Linked DNA regions of Mus musculus: region 2 is linked to region 1. A link is a contact called in public Hi-C data. All regions are on one chromosome and are shown on one strand. The core of a region is the stretch at or near the end of the contact, and the rest is flanking DNA. Distances in the headings are between cores, read along the strand shown. Region 1 overlaps Cdca4 (cell division cycle associated 4). Region 2 overlaps Pacs2 (phosphofurin acidic cluster sorting protein 2).

The links. A called contact is a pair of places that touch in the nucleus more often than the background predicts.
Region 2: a contact with region 1 is called in a Hi-C map of CD4 T cells, with 2.1 times the contacts expected there. The contact joins two enhancer-like sites.

What each region holds. Positions count from the first base shown.
Region 1 is chr12:112,818,934-112,826,586 of GRCm38.p6, reverse strand. It overlaps Cdca4 (cell division cycle associated 4), which reads left to right. Exons shown (of 2, transcript NM_001359234.1): 2 at 4,475-6,358. The coding sequence starts at 4,481. The coding sequence ends at 5,194. Among named protein-coding and RNA genes, the nearest start is that of Gm40588, 5.1 kb to the right of the region's middle. Within about 2 kb of position 3,211, at least 87 of the 459 cell types and tissues checked have an H3K27ac peak or open chromatin away from gene starts, as enhancers often do.
Region 2 is chr12:113,045,751-113,052,549 of GRCm38.p6, reverse strand. It overlaps Pacs2 (phosphofurin acidic cluster sorting protein 2), which reads right to left. Exons shown (of 24, transcript NM_001081170.1): 4 at 5,396-5,521; 5 at 2,581-2,743; 6 at 1,960-2,033; 7 at 1,589-1,669; 8 at 260-319. Among named protein-coding and RNA genes, the nearest start is that of Tex22, 25 kb to the left of the region's middle. Within about 2 kb of position 1,664, at least 61 of the 459 cell types and tissues checked have an H3K27ac peak or open chromatin away from gene starts, as enhancers often do.

The DNA.
Region 1 (7,653 bases), core at 1,962-4,461:
AGAATTGTAGAGCTGCTGCTTTTCCCCTGGGGTCTTAAGTTTCTCTGTATAACAGCCCTGGAGTCACTCTAGACCAGGCTGTCCTTGGACTCACAGAAATCTGCCTGCCTCTGGCTCCAAAGTGCTGGGACTAAAGGCGTACACCTGCCTTTGTGGAACATTTTTGTTTTGTGATTTTTTGGTTCTCTTTGAGACTGTCTAGTGTGCTGTGGAAATAACCAGCTAAACAAGTGAGAATGGGCAGGGGCTGTGTGCGTAGCAGGGCTTCTGTGGCCAGTTCTCACCATTATCTAGTAGCCTTGAGGAGAGCTTTGCAGTGAGGTGGCTGGGGTGGGCTAACTAGGTGATGAACATCTCCTATGAGAAACAGACCTCCTGTGAGTAACAAGCAAATTTACGAAACTTGCAGAAGTAAAGCAGTTTTAATTTTATGATTTGGCAGAAACAGATGTCAGCCAGCAAAAATAGCTTCCCAGTTTGGCACAAAAATGTTTTTTAAAGTCCTTGGTGAAAATTTCTGCCTTTTTCGTTTTCTGAGACGAGAATCTCACTGTGTATCCTTGGCAGGCCTGGAGCTTGTATGTAGACCAGGCTGCCCTTGAATTGATGGAGATCCACCTGCCTTTGGTGTTAGAGTTAGTTACACCACCACACACTACAATTCTCTCCTTGTCTCCGAATCGACTGGTTCTCCAGAAAGATAAAATCTTCACACCTGTCTAGTGTGACCTCTTCATCTAATGGATATCCTGGGGCTCCAGAGTCCCTCTTTTTCTTGCTGTGGACTCAGTCACATAGCAGACATTAACTTTCCAGCTTTAGAATGAACTAAGAGGGCCTAGAGAAGCAGGGCTGTCTACTACACAGGAAACACAGGGAACCCAGTGCTTCCTACTTGTCTCTGATTCTCCAGTTAGCCCTAAATAAACACCATACTTAAATTAGACCTTTATTTATTTTTTAATTAATTAAATTTTTAATTTATTTTGGTTTTTCGAGACAGGGTTTCTCTGTGTAGCTCTGGCTGTCCTGGAACTCACTCTGTAGACCAGGCTGGCCTCAAACTCAGAAATCCGCCTGCCTCTGCCTCCCAAGTGCTGCCAGCCTGCCCAGCTTTGTAATTTATTTCTTACATCCTGTGATTGGCTGTGGTCAGTATTTGCCTCTTTGGTTAGTCTTGAGATGGCACCAGAGATGCTGTTAGCTTTTTATATCCTGGTTAATAGGGTGTTTGTTGGGCTGTTACTGATTAGAGTCCTGGAGAGCCTGCTGTTTCCCAGGCTGTTCTTGTAGGTCTGTCTTGGGAGCTGGTCATTGCAGATTATGGGTCAGAGTTGTTTCCTCTGCTCCAGCCAGCATTTATGTGTTTTCTCTTGTAAGACCACATGCTCTAGGGTGCTTCTGGGCTTCTTTTTTAGGCACAAGAACTTGGGGTATAGAGGGATTTTAACCCAGCAACATGACTGCTCTGACAAGGGATCCCACCCAAAGACCTTTTAGATCTCTGTGATCCAGTCTAGGAATGCAGACACACCTTGGATTACAATATGATCTAGCTGGAATATAGACCAGCCCTTAGGACACACCTTTAGTCCTAACAATAAAGGTAAGGTTACTTTGTAGATGGAAGTAGCCATGTTTGAAAGTGATGTCTAATTGAGGGGCAGACAAAGTGATGAATCAGAGATCTGACAGGATGAGTTGAATGGGAGGTAAGATTCGCCCAATTCACATGAGAACAGCTCAGGAAAGAGGCTACTTGAGCACTGAGGGGTGCGATATGTGTGTATGGTAATTTTACAGAGGCAGGTTGCAGAGAACAAGCTAGACACAGGGAAAGACAGAACATGTTGGAAGTTGAGAAGGAGCCAGAAGATCAGAACATAGTGGCAAAGTTAGTATGAGGATCAAACAGAGCAATTCAGTTAGAAGCTGAAAGAAGCTGGACTGAATCAGTCAATTTGGAAGATTAGATTGTATGGAGGCTAGAAGCTTCCAGTCCTAGGCCTAGGGATAGTTAGAACACAGAAAGAAACACTTTGCTCTCAGACCAAGCTGTCCATTTGTGGAGTAAGACAGGACGCTAGTGTAGCCCAGGCTGGCCTTTAATGCGAGTGATCCTGCCTTTTGAATACAGGGCTCATGAGTACGTGTTGCTGGTTTTGGTGTACTGTGAGCCATCTCCAGGTGTGAGTCTCTGAAGCATGTTTATCTTTCATTTTTTTTGTTTTTTGTCTTATGACCCTCAGTTTAATCAGGGTTGCTTTTGTTAACATGGGTAGGAGTTACTGGAGCAAGGGCAATTTAACCTTTGGTGACTACACCACCAAAGAAAGTTCCTCTCTCCCCCAGCTACCTTTTGTGTCCACTTCTTTCTCTCATTCATGAAAGAGATGTAATGGGCTTCCGTCCTGTGCACACAACTGAGCTGCTGTGCTTTCCTGTGTGTAGCAGCTGGCCGCGTCCAGACAGCAGTTCACAAAACTCCTGATTATCTGTCTCTGTGATTCTTTCTGGCCGGTCCCAGGATGTCTCTGGGCCCTGGAGCCAGGGAGTGTTGATGTAGGTGTCTGGTTTAGGGCTAGGCACTCACCAGTTCCTTATTCTTGGTATTTTGGCCATTTACGAGTGTGCATTATCGCCTACCTTATAATGAAGGAGAGGAGCTTACTACCAAGGAAACTAGTAAGTCCTGGCTTTCCTGGACCAAGCCAGCCTCTGTTTCCTGGGTGCTGAAAGTATAAAGCATGAGCCTCTGGCAGGCGAGTGCTTGGTAAACTTTTATTGGATTTGGAGCTAGAGGGATTTGGTGGTTAAGAACATGGCTGCTATTCCAGGGAACCTAGTGTTTTCCCAGCACCCACTTGACGACTCACAACTTCGAGTAACTTCATTTCCATGGCATCTGACAGCCTGTTTGGCCTACACAGGCACTGTACACATATGGTGCAGACAGACACACAGGCAAAATACCTACACACATAAAATCTTTAAAAATAAATAAACGTAGTTTGTATTTGAACACTTGTCCCCAGATGATGGTGCTGCCTTCGAGGTTATGGAGCCTTTAAGATGTGAGCCTTGCTGAAAGTAAAACTGGAGGCAGGCTTTGAAGTTTATTTATACCTTGGCCCTACTTTCTCTCTGCTTCCTGTGTGCAGATGGCACGTGATCGCCCTGCTTCCTGAGGCCAGGTTGGCCTCACTGTTCCACTGCCTGGCTCTTCCTGTGTGAAGGACTGCAAGTGTATCCCTTTTCCTGTGTGATGGGCTGGCTGCAAGTGTATCCCTTCTTCACTGCAAACCCCAAACTAAGTTGCTTCTTGTCAGGGCAGTCTATCATAGCAACAGAAAAATAACTAATATGACTGCGATACAGACATTTCTTTTTTGGTGGTAGTATTAGGTGTGCTTGAAGGATCTGTGTTTAACCAGCTGTTCTCTTGAAATCCTTCTGCATTCATCTCCAGAGTAGAGGGATTAGAAGTAATGAAAGTGTATTTCTTTTCATTTAAAAAAAATCAGCTTCATGTTTAAAGCCACTTTAGGCTACATTTCCCACACCACTCCTCTTTTACTTAGCTTGGTGTGGGATATGTTAGGAACTAAGGACTATGGCCACACTTGTCTAGGCGTGTTCTCTCACCTGAGATCTCCTGTCCCCACCCCTCTGGCCAGCTGGTGCCTTGTCTTGCCATTGCATGAATATGAGGAGGATGGAGTTGCCTGGGTGTGGCCTCTGGAGACTGCCTGCCTTTTCTCTGGCCCATAATTCCAGTGGGAGTCCTGGGTATTTCAACTGGATTGTTTCCAGGTTGCGGCAACTGTAAGAGTACTATAAGCATTTTTGTACAAGTTTTTACATGAATCTTAGTTTCCCTTTCACTGGAACAGATACACTAAAGGTCACATAATTATATAAAGATCTGTGACTTTGAAAGAAGAAAAGGTAGCTATAAAGAAATCCTAAAGTTTATGTATTTAGGAGATTCTGTTAAGAACAACTTGGCATTTAATTTCAAATGTATTACTTAAAATAAAAATGTTTAGGGACTAGAGAGATGGCTCAGCAGCTGAAAGATGTTGTCACACAAGTATAAAGACCAGAGTTCCTGTCCCAATACCTGGATTTTTGTTCTCTTTAAAAGACATTTTTATGACTGGGTGTAGTGGTGTCATCTTTTAATCTCAGATTTGGAGAGGTTGAGGCAGGAGGCTCACAAGCTCATTGTCAGCCTCTGTGACGTAGCAAGATACTGTCTCAAAGTAACAGTACCATATTTTTCATTTGTGTTCATTTATCTGTTGATGAAAGTTATGCTACAACTGAGTTTTGTTATCAGTGGCAGCGGCTCTGCTTGAGGCAACCTCTCAGATAGTGTCTCGGGTACTTCTGTGTTGTCACTTCTTTAGCTGTCAGGAAGCCAGGAAGCTGAGGTATGCTAACTAAATGGTGTCTCTCTTGGTTCTCACAGGACAGGATGTTTGCTAGAGGGCTGAAGAGGAAATATGGTGACCAGGAAGAAGGAGTAGAGGGTTTTGGCACTGTCCCTTCCTATAGCCTGCAGCGACAGTCACTCCTGGACATGTCCCTTGTCAAGCTCCAGCTCTGTCACATGCTAGTGGAGCCCAATCTCTGCCGCTCGGTCCTCATCGCCAACACAGTCCGGCAGATCCAGGAGGAAATGAGCCAGGATGGTGTGTGGCATGGGATGGCACCCCAGAATGTAGATCGGGCACCAGTTGAACGCCTGGTGTCCACAGAGATCCTGTGTCGTACAGTGAGGGGAGCTGAGGAAGAGCACCCTGCTCCTGAACTGGAAGATGCTCCCTTGCAAAACTCGGTTTCCGAGCTCCCCATCGTTGGCTCAGCACCAGGGCAAAGGAACCCTCAGAGCAGCCTCTGGGAGATGGACAGCCCACAAGAAAACAGGGGAAGCTTTCAGAAGTCACTGGACCAGATATTTGAGACCCTGGAGAACAAAAACTCCAGTTCAGTGGAGGAACTCTTCTCAGATGTGGACAGCTCCTACTATGACCTGGACACAGTGCTAACAGGAATGATGAGTGGGACCAAGTCCAGTCTCTGCAATGGCCTTGAGGGCTTTGCTGCAGCCACCCCTCCTCCCAGTTCCACTTGCAAGTCTGACCTGGCTGAGCTGGACCATGTGGTAGAGATTCTGGTGGAGACCTGAGAGGCCACCCCAGTGGGCTAAGGGTGAGGCCACCAGTCCCCATGGAGCTCACGTGTGTTGTGACCCAGAGACAGATAAGCACTTGTCCTAAGAGGGGCTCTGGCTCTTGAGCTCATTATCCTTTTGTGTGACATTGGACTCACTGTGGAGGATGGTGTGTCACAGCTATGTCTAGTCTATTTTCAATTAGATAGGTGAACTTTCTAAAATTAAGTTTTATATGTTTTTGGGCAATATTTTGTCTTAAGATATATTTTTTAAACTTTTTATACTTTAGATTTTTTTCAGCTATTTTCTTAAAAGTATATTTTTTCTACAAACATCCTCTGCTGCTACATTAGAAACATTTATAACCTAAATACGATTGGTGTGTCATTTTAAAGGTTTAAATAGAAAACTTCTTTTGTTACTGAGTCTCTACACTCCCAAGGCAACTGTAAATGTAGCCGGCCGGGTGTTTACATGAGAGGCTCCAGTATGGTCTACATTCTAGTAGAGCTTGAAAAGAACCATGCACAGCTCCACTGCCCCCTCACTGGGTCTGCTCTGGCGGATCGGAGCTCTCTTCCTAGCCCCGTGTGCAGGATGGCTTTATTTATGCCTATTTATATGTAAATGCCACTGAAAGCTAAGGTCTTACTCCTGGAAATCCCAACACCAGTTCTTCAGGGACTGCTGTGAGGCAGTGCCTTATGCAGGTCTTGTCCTTGGCCATCACTGTCTGGTTCCCAGCCCAGCACATGTGACATGAGGACATGACATGCCCGAACCACCCAGCACCACATGCTCCATGTCAAGTGTGTACGTGGAGACCACTGGCTCCCAGGCCTGTGCTCAGAGAGGGTGTGCAGTCCTACGTGTGCTGGGGGGGACGACGGTGACCTGTGCTTGCTTGCTTTTAAAATGGTGCTTGGACGTTTTAAGGTTAAAAACAATCCGACTCCATATGATTTAGGGCTCCTCCACCCTGGGGTGGCCCCTATGCTGTCTGCTTGGATCTCAAAGTCTTGGTACTCGGCACTGTCAGACTCCACCCCATGTATCCTTTTTGTTTCTCTTGTGCTTTTTTTGGACTTCCCAACCTGAGCCTAAGGTTTTATTTTATATGTGCTTCAATATCAACAATGTAAACCTCACTTTATTAAAAGTATCCAGCAAATGGAATGTGTTAGGAGCCTTTTTTTTCTATCTTAATCCTTCAAGTGAGCTTGCTCTATCCTGTGTGGTTTTGGCATTTTATATGCTTTGTAATGTAGACAAACTTTTTGTGGTAAACAGGCAATGGGGTTATTTTCCTGACCTTATGGCTCCCAAGGCAAAATTCTCCCTTCCCTTTCAGCCCCTGCTTGCCTTCCCTGGGCCTAGGGGGTCTGAAGGAACAGAACAGACTGGCTCATCCCCAGGTCTGTGAGCAGTCCTAAGGCTTTCTCCTTTATCAAAGCTAGTTTAAAGTGGTCTACTAATAAGCCTAAAGCAGGAGTTTTCTTTTAACGTTTTATTTATGCCTGTGTGGAGGTCAAAGGACAACTTGCTAAGTCAACCTTTCCTCTGAGCCCAGGGATGGAACTCATTTCAGCTGAACAATCCCGGTGGCCCTAAAGCTATATTTGCTTGTTTGAAGCATTTCTGCTTCTCGTAAAAGTAAGATCTTCGGAGAACGAGGCATGCCAACTTGTCCTGGAACTCACTCTGTAGTCCAGGCTGGCCTTGAACTCAGAAATCGCCTGCCTCTGCCTCCCGAGTGCTGGGATTAACGGCGTGCACCACCACACCAGGCTGCATGTCAGCTTTTAAGATGCTGCTTTTAGGAAGTGCTGGGAGGTAGTGACCAGCCTCGCCAAGGCCTCTTCGCCCTGCTGCCTTCAGTTTTCTTCCTGGATAGTAAATGTGGACTTTGGAAGGCAGTGAGCTCCAGCTTATAATTGCTGAGTTTCCTAGGCACCTCCTGCCAGGTTTAATCATGCATGTGACATTTTTAGGATAGATACAAATTTGATGACTAGGAGCAGACTTTCCATGTGTTTGCTTTGTTTACAAATGCTTAACTAGGAATGCACTGCAAAAATCCCAGCACTTGAGAAGCAAGAGGATTGCCAAAAATTCAGGACTAACTTAGGTAATACCAAGCAGGGCCCATGGAAGGAACACTGGCCAGTATGCCTCTTGAGTAACCATTTGGTCAGCAGACCAGGAACATCGGTGCTCCTGCTGAGCTGTCCCGGCCTTTCTTGCTCAGTACTGCATGTACCTCGAAAAGTATCCCAAATGTGTTCAAGATTGGACCCCACAACATTTTTCATCAGAGATAGGGTAGTATCCTACCCCTCTGAAGATCTAATCAAAGTTAGGTTGTTGAGTGGTGTTACCACTGATACGGTGGTCCCCATTCTCCAATAACATTTCTGCCCACACATTTGCATACAACCTAATTAGACTAGGTCACTTTTTTTTTTTAAAGG
Region 2 (6,799 bases), core at 415-2,914, 230 kb before region 1:
TCTACAAACCTGAAACTGCTTCCCCAAATACTGTTTATATAAATCAATGCTCAACTCTCTACTGGGTCTTTCCAGTAGAAGTTTGGGGGTTTGGTTGCTGGCCTCTCTCACACAGCTGCCACCCAGGCTGGCAGGCAGAGGCAATCCCCCATGGATGGTAAATTCAGAACCCGATCTGGCCTGGAGGTTCACTGGAGCACTTCTTGCTCAGCATGACATCAAGGGGCCTTTGGCAGCTACAGAGCCCTGGCCCACTCACCTCCTCTGACACCTTGAACCTGCGCAGTAGCGCCACCACCTTCTGCTTGAAGTTCTGTTGCTGTAAGACAAGAAGCACAGGAAGCTCATGTAAGGAATGATGATGGGAGGGGCTACATTCCTGGGACAAAGCAAGGAACTGCACTCTGGTCTCTCAGTAATGAGGGACAGGAGGAGACACAGCTCACACACTATGAAAGCATAAACTGGACGCAGCTTTTACATGCAGCCATGTGCACATTTTTAGTGTTGGAAAGCACAGCCTGAGTCCAGACTCAGAAACGCCTGGGGAGCTGACAGTCCACAGCCACTAAGGGCGATTGAGGAAGGGCACAGGGTGGCTCTGCAGCCGCAGAAGCTTCAGCAGCCCCATCCAGGCTCTCTAGCGCCTGCCACAGCTCCACCTCCCAGGGAAGGTCCTGGCCTCATCCTCAGGAGGAAACTGCCACCCTGTGGGAGGCACTCAGGATAGCTCATGGTGGATGAGACCAGGGATCCTGTAAGCTCTGAGCTTAGTCAAGCTGCTCGCACTGTTGGCTGCAGTGCCTCTGCTCCAGCCACTGTCCTCTCAGTATGGCTACCCTTACAGAACTGACCCTAACAGGGAGGACTCTTCCTGCACAACCCCTCAGGCTGGCCCATGAACTCCAGATGTGCTGCCTGTGGTCAGGGGAGACCCAGTTTATATTCAGCTTCTGTACTGTGGCCACTGTCTGTCCACAACCTCCTCATACCTGCCAAAGGCTGACAGTGCTGTCCCTGGTCAGTATCGACAAGGGGCTACCCATGCCAGTCAGTCCTGAAGCCCAGTGCCGGGCTCTAAGGGCTGCAGGTCCATTGGTGGTCACCGGGCAGGATGAGAATGGGCTAAAGTCTACCCCGCATTTCCTCCCATGGGAAAGGCCTAACAGCTGAGTCTCTGTGCTGCAGAGCAGGCTCCACACAGGGTGAGTCTGAGTCCCACACTGACAGGACAACAACACCCAGTGGCCTCTATCTGTAGGCTTGTGGGCTTGAGGCAGCTATCCCAGCCTTATTCCAGATCCCAGGGCTCCATGACCATATAAAGCTGGAGTGGGGGCAGGAGAGAGTGGCAGCCAGAAGACATCCTTGTCTGGCTTATGTCCATTTTGAATAATAACAACTAGGTGCTAGTTAGACAGGATTCTGGACTCTGGGCAAGTGGGAATTCTGAGGCTCTTTCAGGCCATATATGAGGTCCTCAGGAAAGGCTGTCTGTCCTCTTTCCCACAGCCTTCCAGTGAGCCTCCCAGCCTCTGCCCACCCTCCTCACCCTTTCCCAGTGTTAGTAAAACGAGTTTCCACCGACCCTGGTCATGGACGTCGTTCTTACTATCGAGCGCCGCTGCTTCTTGGGTTTTCCCACATCAAAGTCGTCCTCGTCAAGATCCTGTACAGACAGAGGCAGAGAGCCTGAGGCCACCGCGCCCACACAGCAGCCCGCCCCACAGTGCAAGGGAGGCCATCACTGGGCAGTCAGCTACTATTAGTCCCAAACCCTGCAGAGTTGCCTACTAACATGTTGTAGGCCCAGGGAAGAAACAAACAGGTGTGGCACATATAGTCCCCTTCTCATCCTGTGTGGGCTCACTCAGGGAAGGCCCTCAGTCCCCAGCCCTGATCTACAGAGGTGGAAGAGGGAGGTGCCAGGTACCTCCCCATCTCAGGCTCAAACTTTACCTGCCCTTGTACAGCATCGTCACTGGCTTCTTGTTCAGAGGAAAAGCTCTCATACTCCTCCTCAGAGTAGTTATCTGTGGAATGAGCACACAGAAGGGAGAGTACCTCTAGATTCTACCCAACGCCATGGCGATGAGGTGGCAACAGAACCATGGGTGTCCCCTGGGAGCAGAGGGGAGACAGACCCGTGTAGACCAGGGAACATGGAGGCACAGCATTGGTGTCTCAAGGAACACGCCTGCTGACATGTTGGTGGAGTAAGGAACACGTCTGCTGACATGTGCCTGCTGGCATGTTGGTGGAGTAAGAGAGCAGGGGAAACAGAGCGACCCCCACTGTGATGGCAGCAGCAATGACAGGGGCCAAGCACCTTCTCCACACCAGAAACTGGGTGTTCACAACATCGAAGGCCACAGGATAGATCCATGGCACCTACATATCGAGGGTTCAGAGAACTTATAAATGAACTTCAACAGTGCACACGACTCCCTCAAAGCTTCTAGCTAGAGAAAAGCCAAAAGACTCTACCTTCTCCGACCACACTGGGACGGCCTCCCACACATGTGGCAGGAAGTGGCAAGAGCAGAGCGGGGTAGCAGAGGAAGGAAGGCAGTGACTCACCTGTGGACTTGGTCTTGGGGCCAGCCTGCATGGCACTATCCTCATGGTCGATGGGCTGGCTGGACAGGGAGACGATCCAGATCTCGGCCACCTTGACAGAGGCCTCTTTGATGCTGCTGCAGAGGCTCAGAACTTGGCCGCCCTCAGAGGGGTGCTGCATCACCTATGGAACATGGTTCTAGGTATCAGGAGGGCTTCCACCCCAGAGAGCTCCAATATTCAGGAGCAGGGCGCACCTAGTAGAAGGCTGGCAGGAAACCAGAGAAACCCCTGGGCAAAGCAGATTGGCTGAGCAGGGAGGTCAGCGCTGGGATTGGAATTTCTGACTGCAGATAGACGGAGGAGTGATCTATAGACCAGTCAGTTCTGGCACCCCTGCTGCCCCGTGGACATCACTCAAATTGTTCCTACCCCCACTCACCACTGTCTACTGTCCAGATGTCAGTAGCAGCCTCAGTGTGTGACAGTGGGGGCCACTCAGCCTTGGGGAAACGTATGTAAAGACTCATGAGGGCAGACGTCAAGGAGAAACAGCTTAACAAGCTAGCAAGGGCAGCAGAAAGCAGTACTGACCTAGCGATTATCCTGGCCCTGACATTACCTCAAAAGCAGACACAGATGCTAGGCCTGTTCCTGATAGGGCATACAAGTTGCTTTGGGGCCTCTTGATCAGACTCAAATGTTAAAATTTTATAGATTAAAAAAAGATTGGTACTGGAGCCAACAAGATGTCTCAGCAGGTAAAGGTATTGCAATGACCTCATTTCAATCTCTAGAAGGCACATGGTGGAAAAAAAATCTACTGCCATAAACTGTCCTCTGACCTCAACACATATGTGCGCACACATGCACACAAATAAACACATATAATCATTTTTTTAAATTGGGGACTGATTTAGGATGACAACTCTAGTCAGTAAAGAAAATTAAAGAAAGGATGCTCACATTTTTTTCTAACCAACATTTCAGAAACTGAATCAGGAAGGCAGGCCAGCCACCCTGTGCCAGATACTGGGGCCTTCATGCGCAAAGTGTGCACAGGAGACACATGGAAGAAAAACCTCTCTCCCCTAACACTCTAGATGCACTAAGTGCTTGTCACCTCCCTAAGGTAGCCTCAGATCTAAGTGCGAACAGAAGCTCAAAAACAAGTATCCATTAGGAAGCTGACCTCTGCAGCACCGGTATGTGACCACAGGAGTTGAGGGACACCCAGGCTTGGGTAAGATGGGGGAGTGCAGTGTAGGCATGGTATGTGTGCGTGTGCATGTGTGCATGCACGTGTGAACCAGGATAAGGTGGAGTCTCTTTACCTAGAAAAACATGCTCTCCGGCTTCCTCTACTGGGAGGGTAGGGAACAAAAAGGACGTGCTAAAGACAGGCCTGAACGCCTGCTCTGACCTCAGCAGACTACTGCTCTCTGGAACATCCTGACATGGAGCCACAGGTAACTCAGGGCCTGGTCCTGCCTGGACAGAAGCATACGCTGTACCAGCTGCTTCACCTCAAAAGAGCCTTCTGGTCCAGGCAGGGTCCCAGGCAGACGCACAGACAAGGCCCTGGCAAAGGCTTGTGCCGCTCTCAACCCTGCTTTGCTGCCAGCCCTTTTCTTCATGCTCTCTTTGGCTCCCTGGGCTGCAGCTGGGCTTCTGGAAACATCTTGGATTGGGACTGGCCAGCTAGGCACAATCCTGGACAGCAGCAGTTCCTGCTTCAATAGCTCAGCAGTTCAGCACTCGGAAACCCTCTGGCCCAGCAGAAGCTGGTGACACTGAGTGACACAGGAGGAGCTAAAGCCAAGTCACTCTGTGGCGCCTCCTCCTCTCTACTCCTCACAGCCTTTTTCATTTTCAAAGTTAAGGAAGCTTAAGAGGGTAAAGAGTAGAGCAGGGTCCTAGGAGGTGTGAAAAGTGGCCTTTGGGAACTACAGACACTGAGTGAGGGAACCTTAGGAGTGACGGGGCACAGGAAGCGTGCAGTCTTTAAACCATAGGTGCTGTAGCAGATGTACTTTGGGTATGGTCACTCCAGCAACTGCCTATAGAATCAGAGGGAAAGCCTTAGGCCAGGAAGGCAAGGGAAGTTCCAAGAGACGGGATGTGGCAGGCTTGAGTGCTTAGGCCAGGATGGAGAGACCTGAACGCACAGTGGCTGACGAGGCACTGAGTAGCCCCGAATCCTTGGGTAGCTCACGCTGAGGACGGTGTCATATCCTGGCTTGCAGCCAACCTTCCAGCCTCAGGTGGCCACCAACACAGCTGCATACTTGTCCCAGACACGAACTGGAACTCCAAAAGAGGAAAGCTCTATAACTTAGGGACAAAGTGGCCAGTGCTGAGCTGCCTCTTCTCCCAAAGTCATTCCTGTATCAATGAGGGTCAGCTGTTCAGCCCAGAGGCATCACCTGCCTAGGAGACCATCCTGTCTCCTCAGTCTCTGCAGAGCAGCATGGCTTCCAGGAGATATGGGAGCTTTTGGCTCTCTGCCCTTCTGAGGTCTTTCTACTGGCATGGCTCATGTGCTCGTCTGAGCTACTGGGGCAGAGCAAAGACTAAGGGGACATCCAGGGAGAACCCGTGTAAGGAAGGAGTCCAGGAAAGGCAGCTCCAAGCACTCTTCTGGGAAGTGGGGTACAGATGGTTACAGTACTGGAGCAGCACACTTTGTAGCATAGGACTGGGGACAGGGAAGTATCCACAGAGTGATGCCACAGTGGAGCCCAAACTTGTGGGTGCTCTGATGACTTGGAGGATGGTCTATCAGATGCATAAATTCATCGTGTTCTGGAGCCCTGACACCGGCCCGGAAGCCTACCTCAGCCATGTTGATGGAGCCCGCGGCCAGCGTTTTGTAGCCCAGGATCGTCCTGTTCTTGTACCGCTTCCTGCGCTGTAGCATGATCTGCAGCTTGTTGCCTTCCCGCTTCAGGAAGTGGGGGTACTGTGGGCACAAGAAGCTTCCTGACGCCTGCTGCAGCCTGGCTGCTGACGGCAGGATCAACAACATCCCCGAGGAGCGCCTGCTAACACGGCTGAGACCTTCCAGGGTCAACCTACCCTCAAGAATCTGCAACATTGTGAGGCTGCCCTCTGTTTAGATCAGGGGATCCACTTCTACACTAGAGGAACATATCTGCTGCACTGCTTGGGATGAGTTATCATGTGACATCTGAAGACAGCCTGGCACCTTCTCAATATACAACATGGCCCTAAGTTTCTGATCGTCTTCTCTATGTGGGAGGAGCTGGGCCTTCTGTGGATGACCCTGTGCACTGCTTGCTTAGGCTACCAAGCAACATTGTCCCATCTGCTACAGCGGCACATGCTTAGAACTTGCACTTGTGACAGGGGCTTCACTCAGAGGAAACAGTTCCCATGGGGTCCTTAGAGCTCACAACCAGAGCCTGGGGTAAGTTCTGGAAGCAGGGTTAACCTCTAGTGTCCAAGCAGGCTGTTCATCAACACACTTCTCAGAAGTCACTGGGGCCACGTACTTGACACAGGTGTGTAAACTGGTACATTACACTTCCATAAACTGGATCCCCCACAGTGGTACACAAAGCCCAGAACCAGATGCTCTGGGCTGGCAGGCTTCCTCCTCCACAAGGACTCTGAACTTAACACACTGTTTCCACACAGTCTTGCCAATCTTTGCTAAACAAGAGAATAAAGCAACCCTGTCTTGATATGTTTGTCAATGTGATGCTTAACCTTGCTTGTCACCTGGAAGGATCTAGGATTACCTAGGAGACAGGCTCTGAGGTGCTCCAGTTAGGATTGCCTAGATTAGGTTGTCCTTGGAACACACCTGTGTGGGATCGTCAAGACTGCGTTAACTGAGGTGGAAAGACCCACCTCAGATGTGGGAAACTCCACTGGCCCCAGGCTGGAGGAGGAGGTAAGCCGAGTTTCAGCAATCAGTGCTCTCTGCTTCCCGTCTGCGGATGCCATGTGACCAGCTGCCTAACTCCTGCAGCCTCAACTTTTCCACCATAATGAACTCTACCTCAAACTGTGAGCCAATATAAGCCCTCCTCCCTGAAGTGTGCTTCTTACCAGGTATTTTGTCCCAGCAATGAAACAACTAACAGAGACCTCATCATTCCGTTTTCTTTATTATGAGAGGGGGAGAAAGTATATCAGTATTTTCTAATTGTTTAATAATAACTCTTGATCAAGAGGAGATCCAAGTAAGAAAGAGTACAGGTGGCTCTGACAA